2 separate regions of the Gossypium hirsutum genome follow, and region 1 is linked to region 2. The links are chromatin contacts, called in public Hi-C maps. All regions are on one chromosome and are shown on one strand. Each heading gives the region's core, a stretch centred on a gene start, on an enhancer-like site or on the middle of the called end of the contact. The rest is flanking DNA. Distances are from core to core; before and after follow the strand shown.

Region 1 (3,381 bases), core at 351-2,850, 160 kb before region 2:
ACCATCATCGCTAAGAGTGTTTGTCATTTTTGCTACAATTAAACTAAATTCTTTTTATTTCTTTTAATATTTTTTTATTATTTTAATTTTAAATTATGTCACATAAAATTTAATGTATCATTTAACGGTTAAATTAGAGATTTTAAAAATCAATTAAAATAAAAGTTATAATTTAAAAATGTTTAGTGCAATTGAGTTAATATTTTTAAATTATTTAATAATAATTGTGCTTTTCTCTTATTGCTGCAATAAATGTTACAAGTACTGTTTGTTTTTTTCGGTTAGCTTCCGTTGTTAATGATTTTTAACATGATTGAGGGTAACAAAAACTAAGTTTCTCACAAACGATATCATTTATTCAAACTACAAACTGTCAAACTGATGACACATTAGACGATAGTAGTAGCAATCTTTATTAATGGATGTCACTTTATTTTAATACTAGTGCAAATTAACAACACAATATAAATTCCACGCTAGTGTTGACAAATGACAGCCCCATCACAACACAATCTAAATTATTGTTTTATCAGTTTTGCCTTCATAGTTGTCTTAACACCCGGCTCGATAAAAGCCTCAGCTTTTATTCCCGATAGGTCGCAGCAACTTTTGGGTCCACAATTCTCCGACTTCAAATTGCATTTGATTTGATCCCAATCAACGTCATCTGAAAGAGGAAGGATATTTGTATAGACCTGTAATTGATTTCATACGTAATTAATCCATATATTTATTGTTTCAATAATTATATATATATGATATAATAATAAATTTAACTTTAAAGTTTACATTTTTTATAAGTTGGCTTATTTTTTAGTTAAATTTGATCCTTAACATTTTATAAGAGTCAAATAATTTTTTTATAATAGAAATGTTGACTAAAATATTAATTTTTAATATTTTGTTGGAGTGGCAACATGCATAACAATCTATGTACACATCATATTAACATAACACTATTTGTCTTATATGTACTATTCAAAAATAAAAGAAAACAAAATTATAAATTATAAAAGTTCAAAAAAAAAAAGCATGGAGTACACATGGATTGTCATGCAAGTTACCGTATTTAAAAATTTAATATTTTAATTAGTATTCTCATTAAAAAAACATAATTTCAATTCAAAATATTGGTGGTTTAATTTGACTTTTATAAAAGGTTAAAAGTTAAATTTAACTAAAAAAATTAAATTGACAAAAAAATTATAACATTATGGAAATAGATCAGCAGCACCTTGTTGTCATTGCATGGTCCATTTTTCCAAGCAATAATCCACTTTAGCTCAGGCTCTAGATTATTTTCTTTAATAACAAAGGAAAAACCACAACTGGAACCTATATTATCACCATAGTGAAAGAACGCATAGGCAACATCAGCAGCTACAATAAATGGCGGAAATGGCGCCGGAGCAGCGAAAACCAAGCCATGGAAAGAGCACACCTCATCTAGTTCTACTTTGTCTAAACCTTTGCAAAATTTAGGAGCCACCCAAAAGTTGCACAGTGTCCCCCTTTCAAAGACACACGAAACCTCTTCAGAACCCTTTTTTGATGCCATTTCTTTTGCTTCTGCTTTGATATTTGTTTAGTGCTATACATAAACACATACTTATATACTAGTTTTGCATGACAAGACAAGAAGCCGGTTGGTAGAATTAAATTTATCATTCTTTCTTTATAAATGTATTTATATTATTTTTATGTAAGATCCATGCTTATTACTTACATTTCATTTCCTTTGCAAGTTTTATAACAATTAAGCCAAGTGACGGCATTTTTTAAATAATATGACCAATTCATATGGCTATTCTCATGTTGAACTAAAACTTTCAAGTCAATTATCTATATTATATATAAAGGGTGGGATGACATTTATATCCCTCTAACTATCAAGCCTCTGTTTTTTGTTTCCAAGTTTTGAAATATTGACATTACTCATTTCTCATTATATTTAAATTGTGTTATAAAATAATGAAAAGGAATAAGGGATAGAAATATAAAGAGATAAGAATATATGTGATTTAATTTTAGTTTCTGTTCTGTTCAACACTGGGATTCAACTTTTTCTTGTAATAATAAAAATATATATATGTGATTTAAATAATATTTTGTCAAAGTCTATATTTATAAATATAACAAGTATGATGATATAAAATTTTATTTTTAATAGACATTAGAGTTCTAAGTATAACAATTTTTTTATTCTAATATACATTCAGTTTATAATGAAAATATATTTATAACACTCCTTTTTGAATGTCCATTATAAATAATATATTTCACTAAAATATTTACTAATATAAAATAGATAACTTCTATAATATTCACATGTTTTAAAAAACAAAATATATAATTTAAAGTATATCAAATAAGCATAACAAAAAACTATTCTAAAGAAATAAAAGATGCATGTTGAATAATAAAAACAAACAAACATAAAGTAATTTAAATTATCTCCATCTCTAATAAAATTATAAATTATTTAATCATGATCCTTAAAAAGTCTTTTGTTTCTAGATATGTCAAACCATTCAAAGCCATGGGAGTTATCATTCTTTGTATGTCAAATATGTTTAACATTCTACATTATCCCCCTTTGATAGAATCTTGATAGGATTTAATGAAATGTTTAGGTATATGACATGTACATTACTAGTCACCTTTCATATCACATCAATAATATAAGTTATCTCCACTTTTTAAAAGTTCTCTTGAGAATTTATTTTTCCATTTTTGGTGGTGAGAATAATTATTATAACCATCTCTTTGATATTTATGTATTGCCGCATTGGCTTCAGGGAATGGAGCAGATTTAGTAGGATGGGCTTGATGATTTTTTATTACTAGCTCGTTATTTTGTCCAACCACAAATAGACATGATATTAATTCAAAATATTTTTAAAACATTTATCATGATATTGCTGCTGCAAAAGCACATTTGAAGCATGAAAAGTTGAGAAGTTTTTTGTAGCAAGCCCTCATTAGTAATATTCTCCCTACACTATTTTAATTGCAAACTTACCTTGCATATAGCAAAGCTATGCTTACTCGTAGTTTTTAAATCTTGTAACCATTGGTGCATCCAATCATAATGAGTTTTAGGTAGAATTATTTTTTTATGGATCCTTTATAGTCAAATATTTTACTTTCAACCTTTTATGGAGATGACGACGAATAGGGGTAAGCGTTCGATTGAATCAAATCGAATTTAATAAAAAAATTTTGAGTTAATCGAGTTGACAAATCTTATTTTATCATCCTAAATCCATTTGAAATTTTCTCGAATCGAGTCGAGTGAGATGAAATTCGAATCGAATCGAATATATTTGTTCAAGTTAAATTTAAAAAATGACTTTAGGTCCTTATAGCCACTGCTACCCA
Region 2 (3,565 bases), core at 482-2,981:
CTTTTTTCCTCCTTGCACGTACACCTTCTGCCACACATTCACCTAAAATGATTAGTTAGCTAATACACTATTCCTACTCTTTTTTTTTTGAAATACTCGCATTTAACATTGGTATTTGATATTTTTGAACGTGGATTTGGAGAAATGATCCTTTTAAAAGCTCTACATACACTGAACATAGTTTAGTCCTTCCAAAGAAGAAGAGGGAATCAAATTTAACAAAGTAAACAAGAATATAGAATAGAAGCCAATCACAGCAAATATCTACTTTTGTCAAGGGTAACAATGTTGGGCCAAATGCTTAAAAGGGTCAATGGGTTCAGGGATTGGAAATGAAAGAGTTCAATTCCTCTTGTCACTCGGCACAAAAATGTGAAGCCAAGCTGCACCTTTAATTCATCATGTTATTTGGATTTTTCAAATTCTTTGAAGTACTTACTTATCCCCCGAGTTCTGCCTAAAAAGCAAAAAATCTAAGCAATCATCGCTAAAATAGCAGCCAGTTCATTGAATATTTAAAAATAAATAAGATACAAATTAATTAAAACAAAACAAGAAAAAATATATAAATAGTACTCATTAGCTTATAAAATATAAAACACCATAAACACGATTGTAGTAGTAGAAAATGACACAAAGGACATAAATTGTCACATTATAATTAAGTTTATATTTGATGCAATGGTAGACTATATTTATATATATTTTTTATAACTGCTACAACATTAATCTAGCTCAAGAAATAAAAATATAGCATTTAGGAATTTATATCAACAACAGAGTAACAATAATAAACTCACCGCTCCACTGAGTTGAGAGGCATTTCCAGACCGAGTTGGTCCCCGATATTTACGACGACGGCTCACACCAGCGTTTTGACTGTTTTGACTACTCATCATCTTCAGATATCCATTAGACCTAACAGATATGCTCTTAGGCAACATAACCCTCTCCACATCCCCAGCACCTTCCATCATGCTCGTCGGACACTCGTCAGAAACCTCTTCCTCTCCTACGCCCCCACCGTCACCACCGAGACAAAGCCCTTGAAACTCATTCAGCAATTCGTACGGCGTCGCGTTATAATCAGACGTTGCGAAGTGGTTCTGCATAGAGGCTTGGATCAGTGTGCTGAGTTGCTTGTTGAGGTCGCGGTTTACAGATCGCAAAGCAGTATTCTCTTGGCGGAGTGCCTCCACTTCTTTAGAAGCTTCGTGGAGGCGCGAGAGGCAGAGATTGTGGCGGTTGATCATATCTTGATGTTGTTGCATGACGTGACGGGGATGGTAGAGATCAAAGAGAGAGGTGGCAGCGACAGCTGAAGGTGAGTAATCTCCTTCATTCTCCTTATCTTTTGATTGTTTGGAAAGGACATCGCCATAAAGAGTTGAACCGTCGCTTTGCATTTGCAAATGAAAGTACACAAGCTTGAAAAAACTTTTACAGCAAACAGAAAAAAAAATGCAGTAAATAAAAAGCCAAAACACCTGAAAACAACGATTGAAACAAATAGAAATCGAGTAAATTAATTTGATGCTAACCTGAATCTCTGAAAAAAACCACCGATTTTATTTTCTAAGATTCTCTCTTTAGTGCAGCGACAGCGAGAGAGATTTCTTTTTGTTTTGTTTGGGGAGAGAGAAAATGGGAGATGAAAGAATTGGAGGGAAAGGAAGGAAGGGAGAAACTGTTAAAACAAACACGTAACAGAATTTTACCATTATGTCCACCTTTTCACTTATCTTTTACTCGGTTCGCCCCTATGTTTTCCTCCACTCGATTTTAACCTTACCGTACCACTTAATAAGGGGATTTAAGCCATTTAATTAATCTAATTAGATTTTCTTTTCATGAAAAAATTTATGATTTTCTTGCTCGCTGTTTGAAGACGAAAACCTCGGGTGATTAAACAGGCCGTTTGATTTCGATCACGGTATTTTGGACGGTGCACAGTATTTTGTAAAATATATCTACACTATTTATTAAGTTGGCAGTGTGAACCTAAATCCTAAACCCTTAAACACATATTTAACTCGGTAATTTGAAAAGTTATATTATTTGAAGGTAATTTAATATTAATTTTAAGATAAATTAATTAATATATATATAGTGAGATTTGAATTCAGACCAATTAAATTGTTAAAACTTTAGATTTACAATTCAATCAAATTTTAATTTAATATTAATTTATTTTATACATTTTTATTTTAATATACACAATTTATTATCTCCATCAATTGTATATATTAATAATGTTGTTCATTGAGTTGATGTCACAAGTCAACTCGACATTAACTTGTAATTGATGACAAAATCATGATAAATAATTGTAGTGCATTTAGTATTGTTTATATGATGTATTCATATATTTAAATTTTGTTTTACTCATAATTTAATCTACTTTTCAATTTTAATACCATACAAATTTCGTGTGTTATTATGATAATTAATTAATCTCAAACTATACATTTCATTATTTATTGTATGTTATTTTTAAAAGCGTTTTAAATCTATGGTTCCCATGCATACATGTATAATAGGATTTCTAATACTTACTATAATGTATTTGACTAAATGCATGTTACAAGCTAATCAAACATGAACTCAACTAGAAAATAACTAAAAACTCCTTTTTTTCACTATATATTATTACGATAATATTTTTGTCTTTTATATTTTATATAAAATTTATAAAAATTAATTTAAATAAATATATAATAGAATTTAAACCTTAGAAATCTTAATCTTCAAATCCTCAACTTTACCAATTAAATAAGTATTTTATATTTTATACAATGTTTAGAATTTATCCATAATCCCAACCCAATCCATATATATGAGGATAAATGTGATTTAGCCGTTCATACCCACTTCCTTTTGTAGAGGAAACAATGTCGATGCCCACCAAGTTAAGAGTTAATCAATATTTAAAGTATAAGTTAATTGATTTAAGAGGAAGCAGTTATGAGTAGAAGTAGATACTATATTCAAAAGCAATTATATAATAAAGTTCGAGTAAGTTAAAATTTTTTTTGGTACAACTGTGATTCGAACTCAGACTAATCCTAGAAAAGATAAGCACTCAACTAATTATAATGAGATTCAAAAATATTTCATTATTTATTTAAATTTTTTTATAGTTTATATATCAATGAGACAGTATTTTTGAGAAATATTGAAATCAGATTATATTTTACTGGTAGACAAATATGATTATTTTACAATGCTGCTAAACCTAACAAATAAATAATTAAAATATTAATTGAAATGCATTCATTGCCATATCTATTTGGGTTGGAGTCACACTTATAGTATTAACATTATAAATACAGTAAAAATATTTGGTAAGTCCTATTATAAGGGCTGAGACAAATTAATATTTTTATTATTAAATAGATTAATTTAATTCTTTTATTATTAAAAATAAATAATATTAAATTTTAATAAAATTGATATTTATTATTTAATTAAGATTTAATAAAGTTTATATTTTGAACACTTTTTATTATTCTTCAAATGAAATCTTTATCTAGAGTTGAACTATAAAAAAAAATTCATATAATTT

Evidence for each region. Hi-C and Micro-C count contacts between places; a contact is called where the count stands out from the background.
Region 1: a contact with region 2 is called in a Hi-C map of leaf, with 1.5 times the contacts expected there. The contact joins the promoter of LOC107903741 here to the promoter of LOC107904051 in region 2. A contact is called at or near these places in 2 of 34 Hi-C or Micro-C datasets (callus and leaf).

The regions. Positions count from the first base shown.
Region 1 is chrD05:42,093,852-42,097,232 of Gossypium_hirsutum_v2.1, reverse strand. LOC107903741 reads right to left here and starts at 1,600. Exons shown (of 2, transcript XM_016829896.2): 1 at 1,235-1,600; 2 at 339-667. The coding sequence starts at 1,558. The coding sequence ends at 632.
Region 2 is chrD05:41,937,434-41,940,998 of Gossypium_hirsutum_v2.1, reverse strand. LOC107904051 (zinc finger CCCH domain-containing protein 15) reads right to left here and starts at 1,731. Exons shown (of 3, transcript XM_041092867.1): 1 at 1,542-1,731; 2 at 801-1,437; 3 at 1-24. The coding sequence starts at 1,406.